2 separate regions of the Gossypium hirsutum genome follow, and region 1 is linked to region 2. The links are chromatin contacts, called in public Hi-C maps. All regions are on one chromosome and are shown on one strand. The core of a region is the stretch at or near the end of the contact, and the rest is flanking DNA. Distances in the headings are between cores, read along the strand shown. Region 1 holds the start of LOC107953007. Region 2 has its middle 4.9 kb from the start of LOC107956490.

Region 1 (4,302 bases), core at 50-2,549, 110 kb before region 2:
GTTTTTTAATGGAAACAACGATGATAGTCGAGCGCAGCAGTTAGTCAGCTGCAATGTTTAGATGTGGATGCAAGTGCCACAGCTTGTGCCCACACCTTGAGCCGAGCCTTCACATCTCTTGGGTCATCACCTAAAATTACAGAGTAAACATCCCATCAGATGAACTGAAAATGCTATGCAGAGCCTTTATATAAATCAAACAATCAGTAGTTCCCAAGTTTCCTGTTAGGTTTAGAAAAGAAAGCATAAAGGTCCAAATTAAAGGTAATTTTGACTAACCAGGGCTAGAGATACGCCAGTTGGCGATCGGAGAATTGCCACCGCTACTAGGCATCTCCAACATACGCTCATGTTCCAACTCTAACCCAAGATCCCTACACGCCTTCACTTCCTCCAAGTCCATACACAGCGACCTCTGCCCACCTTTGGGCCTTGTAATCACCACCAATCCCGCACTACCCCCTTCACTTTCCCCACTGAAACTTCCACTATGGTTGCTGTAACTTGCAATTAATTCTCCATCTTTCTTCTTGCTGCAGCTTTTACTCTCATTATCTTCCCATCTATCTCTAGTAATCCTCCTCTTCCTCGACTTGTTGTTCCCTTTTGACCTTCTTAAACCACCCTTTTGAGCTTCATTTTCACTTGCGTAATCTTTCGCCACTCCCGTCAGCTCCTGAGACAACACCGCTTTTCGGTTCCTCCGGCGAGGTGGGGTGGCGGGAAGAGAGTAGCAGCTAGGTTCCTTGTCGGAGTCAGAAGAGAGTTGAAGCAATTCTTTGCCACGGAACTCTTCATCAACATCTGCATCAAAGGACAACCTCGACAGATACATCCCCAGATTATCATCATCATCATCATCATCCTCGTTCGTGTACATGGAACTGGTACACATGGAAAGCCTCGACAAGTTATATGTATGGGCCTGATGCTCAAACCCAAAATCAATATCGTCATAGTCATCTTCCACCATGGACGAAACAACCGTCATACTTTCATCTGAAGCCATCTTTCGCAACAACAAAAAGAAAAAAAGAAAGAAAAAGAAACTAAAAGAACGATGAAGTTGAAGTGTGCTTTTCTTCTTCTTTTTTCTGTTATCAAAGTGATATATTAGAGAGAAAACAAAAAGACCGGCTGGCTATACATTATTTAACAAGGTGTGGCGTTTGGGCTTTTTATGAATCATTCATCAATTTCTGATTTCATAATAAAAAGTAAAATAAACACACTCCTCACTCTGAACAACCAAATTTATACGCAGAAAATTTGAAGCCTTTAATTACAGAGATACCCATTTCGGTGCTCAATCACTTCCTCTTACTTCCTTTTTGGTAGTTGGCAGAAGGTTGGGATTGTAATTTTGGTTTTAAATCAAATTAGTTAAGTAAGAAGCTTCGGACCATATGGCTTTTTTTTTTTGAATAATTATTAAAAATGATTACAAGTTATTTACACATGGCAATATTGAGCCAAATGACGTAGAGATCTGCTCAAGGACACGTAGCTCCACACAAATTCTTTTCCTGCTGCTAACACCACTCTACTTCATTCATAACCGGGTCACGAGTCACGACTCACTACGTGTCAACAAGGTACCAAAGATTGAAACCTGCCCTCACGATTTCCCATAACCTAGCTCTGTTTCGAAATCATTGTACACTATACTGTGCCATTGCTTTTTGCCCATTCCTTTTCTTTATTTATACTTTCACTTTCTTTTTTACAAATGAGGCTTTTCTTTATGACTATTTTACCCAAAAAAACAAAAACTCATTTCCAACATTGTTTATGAAAATGGTGGATTGGGTTAAAAATTTTAAAATACATCCACGTGAAATTATTTTAAGAGAATTTAAAAAAAAAATGTGTTGAACCGTAAAAATACGTTGATATGGGCGTACTCTTTTTTTTTTAATATTATAAAAAATGATTTTTTAAAAATTTACAAGGATAAGCTGTTATAAAAAATAGATTTTTTATTTTAAGGTGCTACAAATTAATATGGAAATAAAATTTACAAAATAAATAATTATATAAACTCTCATTTCTCTTGTTTTCTTAACTAATATAGGATGTGAGATGTGTGTATATATAGAGCCATGAATAGGTTTGCAACTTGTTTCTAGACAATGTGAGATTCATTCCTATTATAACTAACAACATAAGATTAAAGGCTATACTATCTTTTATAATTTTTTACAAAAAAAATTCTATTTTTTATATTTTTTAATATTTTCTCATATTATAAAATTATCTTTTGAGATCCTTTAAACTTGTTGCATTTTAAAATTGTTAGCATATACAAAAGGACTATTAAAAAAAATTACACATATGAAACTTGTACATGCAATAATCTTCTATTCAATTTTAAATGTTTGAAGTTAATATCTATGCAATTCTAATTTTTAAAATAATTTTCTATTATTTCAATTTAGAAGTTATACTTTTAAATTTTATTTTATTTTATGTTATGCATGTTTGATTAATAAATAAATGGTGAGTATTTGGTACTCAAATAGTATTTTTTTGTAATTTTAAAAAAATTGATATCTCTTTTTTTATATATTTATTTTTTAATATTTTACTATACTCATTAATTTTTTAATTCTAATTTTAATTTAATTTTCATCACCTAATGAATGTTGATAAATTTATTTCAGATGTATTTTGACTATATAAATAATCTATTTAAACATAGTATATAATTATGTTAAATAAGTTTTTCTATGGAAATATATAATATGCATAAAATATAATAATTATTTTTCATATTTTTATATCTAGATTAAATTACATTAGTAGTCACTTAACTATGATTTTTTGGCTATCGAATTATAAAAATTTACAAAATGATCACTCAACTATTAGTAATTTTTTAAATATTTATTTTTTAATATTTACTATATTCATTTTATATTTTATAATTTTTTTACTTATAGAGTTTAAAAATTTTATTTATAATGTAACAAATGTTAACTTTTTGTAAAAAAAATTTAAAGTCTATAAGTAAAAAAATATAAAATATAGTGCAGCCTTTAATTTGATGTTATTAGTCAAAAGAGGAAGGAATCTCACATTGTATAGGAATAAGCTACAAACCTATTCATGAGTCTATATATACACATATCTTACATCGCACATTGTTTAAGAAAACAAGGGAAATGAGACTTTGGGTCTATATAAAGATCTATTCTATAATTTTTATTTCTACATTAATTGGTGGCACCAAAAAAAAATGGTGCTGCCACTTTGGGTCTTTATAAAGGCTTATTCTCGTAAATTTTTAAAATATTGGTCTATCTTTATAATATTTTTAAAAAAATTATCTTTTTTGAAAACTTAGTCCGAGCACGGGCAAAAGTGTGACCACGTCAGCGTGTTTTTGTTGACACGGGTTAAAATGCATCCCCGTCAATGCACTTTTCTAAAAATTCCCCTTAAGTGATGGAATGTGTTGTTACACTTTATTGTCGACAAATCCCATCAAATTCACCGAGATGGAACTTTTAGACGATGAAGACGTGGGGACAATGATTGCACTTTATTATCAGAATTAGAGTGGCCACATTGAATCAATTTAGTTGTTTGTTGAGTTTGTTGATGTCGAGCTAGTTGAAGATTTCACTCCATTAAGTGAAGAACATGAAGTTTAAGATCCGTGTACGGAGCTTTTGAGAGCATCTGTTGATAGGCGATCTACTGTACATGGTTTCAACATTGATTTTAATGATTCACTTGCATTTGAGAACCTTAACTTGGGTTCCCATTTACAAATACATCTCGTGGTGATTGAGACCAATGCGGATGGCGATGATAGATATAATAATAATAGTCTTTCTGATCATAAGGTAAAAGATTATAGTGATTTTGATCTAGACGAGGTATCGAATGATATTGACAACAAAGATGCAAATATCGATGAAAATGTTAACGTGTATTCAATCGAGAACCCAAGTTGAGGCATTGTCATACGCAATGATCCTGGGGCCCACATGTCAATCATAGATCCTGATGCGACACATGCATCCAAGTTCCCGGAGTACCCCAATATACTACATGCTCATCAATTGGTCGTATATCTCGAACATGAGGAGTTGTTTGTGGGCTAAAAATTCACTACCAAGGAATATTGTGTATTTTTCATTAAGTGGTATAGCATGAATGTGTAGATTGACTACAAAGTCATCGTGTCTAAACTGACATTTTATACTGGAGAGTGTTGGAGGTTAATAGAAGAGCGCAATTGGTGGGTACGAGTTGCATTTATCCAGAGGCCACAAATATGGAAAATCTGAAAAA
Region 2 (4,572 bases), core at 1,882-4,381:
TTGTAGTTTTTCATTTATATCTTTTGCAGTAAAATATATATAGTAGTGTTCAAGGATGTAAGTGTAATTTATCAAACTTCATTAAAATTCCAGTGTTCTTTATTGGTTTTTGTTTAATATTTTGTAGAGTACATTTACAGTAATATATTATGGTATTAAATCATATTGGAAGGAGATTTTATTTAAGAGATTGAATTTTAAGTGGAATCATCTGTGACCTATCTAATCTTTATTGAAAATTAAATCTAATACTGTTTTCTAGTACAATAATTTACCCTTCTTTTACTCTTTTCGCACAACAGCAATTTTAAATCTTCTTCACATTTAATATATTGATGAGGTGCATTCGTTAGAAATTTTAAAATTATTTGTTAATTTATCCATGATTTGTTATAATACGAGATTATTATTATTTTATTCAAAATTTCTGCGTTGAATATCGATCAACTTGAATATACTGAAAAGGATATAAATGATTGAGGATTTTGTAAAAAGATTTTTTTTTTTTTTAAAAAAAAGATAGTGTCCTGATGAGGCCACTCCCAATACGATTTATATTCACCAAAACTTTCTGTTTAATTATAAAGTAATTTTAAGTTTTTCAGTTATTATCTGGTATGTAATAATAAAAATAATGTTGAAGATATTTATGTGCTTTTTTTTTTAAAAACACTTATCAAATCTGGTAATGATAAAATATTTTCTTTTTGCAATAATCTTCTTTAAGAAAAATTTATATTAACATTGAAATAGTTTACAATATTACTTCTTTATACTAACTAATGATATTATAAAAGTAAATGGACCGAATTATGTGAAACTTTAAAAAATATAAATTAAATCTCAAGTTTTAACTTAATATAATGGCCAAAATTATAATTTGATCATTGTCTTATAATCTAATAAAATAGCAAAGCAAACCCAAAAAGAACCGGAGCGACATGTTAGTCTCCAAGACCTCAGGATTTACAAATTATATATAATCATGTAACATTTTAATTGAAAAGTCAAAGATATTAATTATTTTGGACTAAATAATATTTTAAAAAATGTAGAAATTAAATATCAAATTTAGACATATTAATAGAAACCAAATTTAAAATTAAACTACTTTTCTATATGGTGTAACTTTTTTTTATATATAATTATATAGAAGATTAAACAAAAACTAGAATTAAAATTTGATGATTATCGTATAATATAAAAATAAAATAAAAATTATGACGAAGTTACGATCAAACATAATTATTCTAAATTCTAAACCCTAAATTATCTTAAGCTATGATTATTAAAATAGAGAAAATAGAAAAATAGAAAAATAGAAATCATGGAGTGTGTTTTCTTTTATTCGAAGGAAGAACAAATTAAAATGATTGTCTATGTATAGATATACACACATACATATAGTTATATATAACCAAAACGTCATGATTCATCTAGATTAAAAGAAAGATGAATATCAACCATTAATTGACTCAATAAGGGGAACTTGAGTAATGGTTGATGAGATATTAGCGAACGATATTGAAGATTTGTAATCAACAAATTGTTTGAAATATGAAATGGCATCTATTTGCCTTTGAACGAAAGAAGAAGAGGTGTCTCACATCACATTTTCATTATCTTTTCAAAACAATGACAACCAATCGACAAGAAAGATCAACTATCATTTTGGGATAATGGGATTAGACATTATGCTAAGTCCTTATTAAAGTCCCTAATAATTTCACTGATTAAAGTCCTTAATAATTTCACAAACAAACCCTTTTTTTTTTTTGCTAATTTACGTATAAGTTACTAGTGAATTTAAAACAAAACTTTTTATGTATGTCACATTTCTGAATGAAATATAAATGAAAGTTAATGTAACTTGTAGGAAATCGCAATCTAAAACTTGATGTTAAGGGGCAAATAATTGGACAAAATATATTTTACAGAATAATGACCCACAGTGTTGTTTCTTCACCTTTTCTTGTTTTGAAGCACATCACGTTCCTCCCTTAAGTGCCTAGAGAGAGGGGTCTATTCAGGATGACCCTTAATGTATCCCACTAAACCAGCCCCATTAACATTTAAAGGCAACATAAGCACATGCATTTGTCATATACATCTCTATTAAACACTCAAACTAACGCTGATTTCAGTTTAACCTGTACCAATTGACCTTATCGTTATCGTCTTCCACCTCTTAAGCTCGCCTTTCAACAACTAATAATTAAGCTGTTTATTTTTTAAAAGTGAAATTGGCATCATAATTAGTGAAATAGACAAGCCCTGAATCTTTTATGAGTTAGTCACAACTGAAAACCATGATTCACCCTCCTAAATAAAAATGTCAAAAAATTACATAAGGGATATGCTTTTAACTGATTTAAAGAGACCAAAAACATGATGGGGGAAACTGACTTTAATCACACAAGCAACAAAGCCTTAACAAGGGGGGATTAACATAATTATAAAAAGGCTTTGGCAAGTTGATTAAAGGCCCTTGTCTTGCTTTGTCAAACTAAAATCCCTGTTTTGTTTTCCATTAACTTTTGCATAATTACATCTCCCTCTCTTTTTTTATTATGTAGTGGAAAACGATAGTCAACTTTCATCACATATTATTACATCATTGAACCCCCCCCCTTTCTTCTTCTTTTTTTCTTTCCTGAATTGCTAATTATATATCATCTTGATGTTAGATTATTTTCCCAGGATGCAACTGCTTTGTTCTCCAGGGTTGAAATAAAAACATCCTTCATTAAATTTCATTGTCAGAGGCAATAATTAAGAAGGGGCAGGATTTTGAAGATAAAATAGAAAGTGGGAGTGACAAGGACAATGCGTTTGATTGATATATATTACCCTTTCCAGTTCAGAATAATAATAATATACATACGCAACATGAGCCGTTTGATGAGGAGCGGAGTGGCATTGACTGAAGGAGCGAAAAGTCAGAAGATTAAAAAAAGCGATAAAAGAGCAGCATGTCAACTGGGAAACTAATTTCACTTGGGTATCCTGTCGGAAGAAAAGAGAAAAGGTAGGTAAAAGTAATAGTAGAAATGAAAGAGATATATATTACTGATGATCATTTAGGTAAATATGGTACTATTTGAGTGACTTGAGTTAAATTTGAATCCAGACAGGGAAAATGAATCCATTATTTCTGTTTGGAATTGGGCTAACCGTGTTGGGCTAAATTAGAGGCTCACTGACTCAGGAACTTTGGCAAACAAGAAGGAACTGGTTTATAAATCTGTCGTCTAATCTCATCATGATTCACTTCTCATGTTCTCATCCTATTCCTTTTAAGACTCTGTCATCCTAATTCTGCTTGGTTTATCCCATTATTATCGATTTCTCACAATTTTAGCTTGTTCCGCGATGCTACCAAGTTTTTTCAACCCATAAAATGAAATATATTTGCAGCTCTGAAATTAGCAATTATGAGCCTTGGACTGGGCTTACAAACACCAAACTTGAAGGCTTACACTGTTACTATTAGGATCTGTTAGAGAAAAAAATATATATTATTTACTACTTGAATTTGATTTCAATGTTTAATTTGACATTTGAAATTTATTTTAATATTATTTTATCCCTTCACAACAATAAAAGTTAATTAAATACTTTTTAGTGCCATGAGAATGCATTGTGTAAAACACCAGACGAACACAAACAAAAGATGCACAAAATCAAACCAATAATAATTTTTAACCAAAAATGCTAATTTTTAATCTATATTTAAGAAATATGAGATTATAGAACAATCAAGCTTAATTTCTTTAAGGATTTGTATTAATGTTATCTAAAAAATATAAGTCAATCAAGATATTAGTGATCTCATACAAAAACTAATATCCCCAAATCATTCCATCAATAAAAACTTAATCTTACATAAAAATTCTAATGTATAACAAGTAAAGTCACAATTTTAATTTTTTAGACATCAAAGCTTGAAAAGAAAAGAAGAATAGTTATCAAATTAGAGAAACCTACTTAAAAGCATTAAAAGACTGATAATCTATTTTATAAAAATTATGGATAAAGTGTGAGAGAATAAGAAAAGTTTGAGAAAAAAAATAATGAATGTTTAAAGAGAATAAGAAAATATTTAATTTTTAATTTTAGTGGGTGTTTTTCAAATAATTTTGTGGGTCAATAACTCAATTTATTATTTATATTTTTTTATTAAGAAATATTTTTTTAGAAATTTTTTTGGGGTTAACTCAACATGTGGTTTCGCCATTAATTTCAACGTTTAATTTGGTACTTAATTTTTTTTTCTTTTTACATTTAAGTACTAATATATTTTTACTAGAACACATTTTTCAAACATTCATTAGACCATATGATACCATTCGATCTAGATATCAAATTGAATATTGAAATAAAATTTAGATATCAATTTAAAAAAAAATTAAATATCAAAATATAATAACTAAAAAATGTTCTTGAAACTTGTGGCGGTTAACTTAAAGATGGCGAATTCGAGCAAAACTCATTGCAGATGCCACTTTATTTTATACTTATTTTCATCACCAGTAAGGTATGCAATAGGGGTTAAACGAAATAGCTATTGTG

Evidence for each region. A called contact is a pair of places that touch in the nucleus more often than the background predicts.
Region 1: a contact with region 2 is called in a Hi-C map of leaf, with 2.3 times the contacts expected there. The contact joins the promoter of LOC107953007 here to the enhancer-like site in region 2. A contact is called at or near these places in 10 of 34 Hi-C or Micro-C datasets (fibers, hypocotyl, leaf and 1 more).

Annotation. Positions count from the first base shown.
Region 1 is chrA07:28,357,747-28,362,048 of Gossypium_hirsutum_v2.1, reverse strand. It overlaps LOC107953007, which reads right to left and starts at 1,299. Exons shown (of 2, transcript XM_041117900.1): 1 at 280-1,299; 2 at 1-130. The coding sequence starts at 1,009. The coding sequence ends at 45.
Region 2 is chrA07:28,252,465-28,257,036 of Gossypium_hirsutum_v2.1, reverse strand. No RefSeq gene overlaps it. Among protein-coding and RNA genes, the nearest start is that of LOC107956490, 4.9 kb to the left of the region's middle. Within about 2 kb of position 3,131, at least 5 of the 9 cell types and tissues checked have an H3K27ac peak or open chromatin away from gene starts, as enhancers often do. A contact at or near this core is called in fibers and leaf, where this site is marked.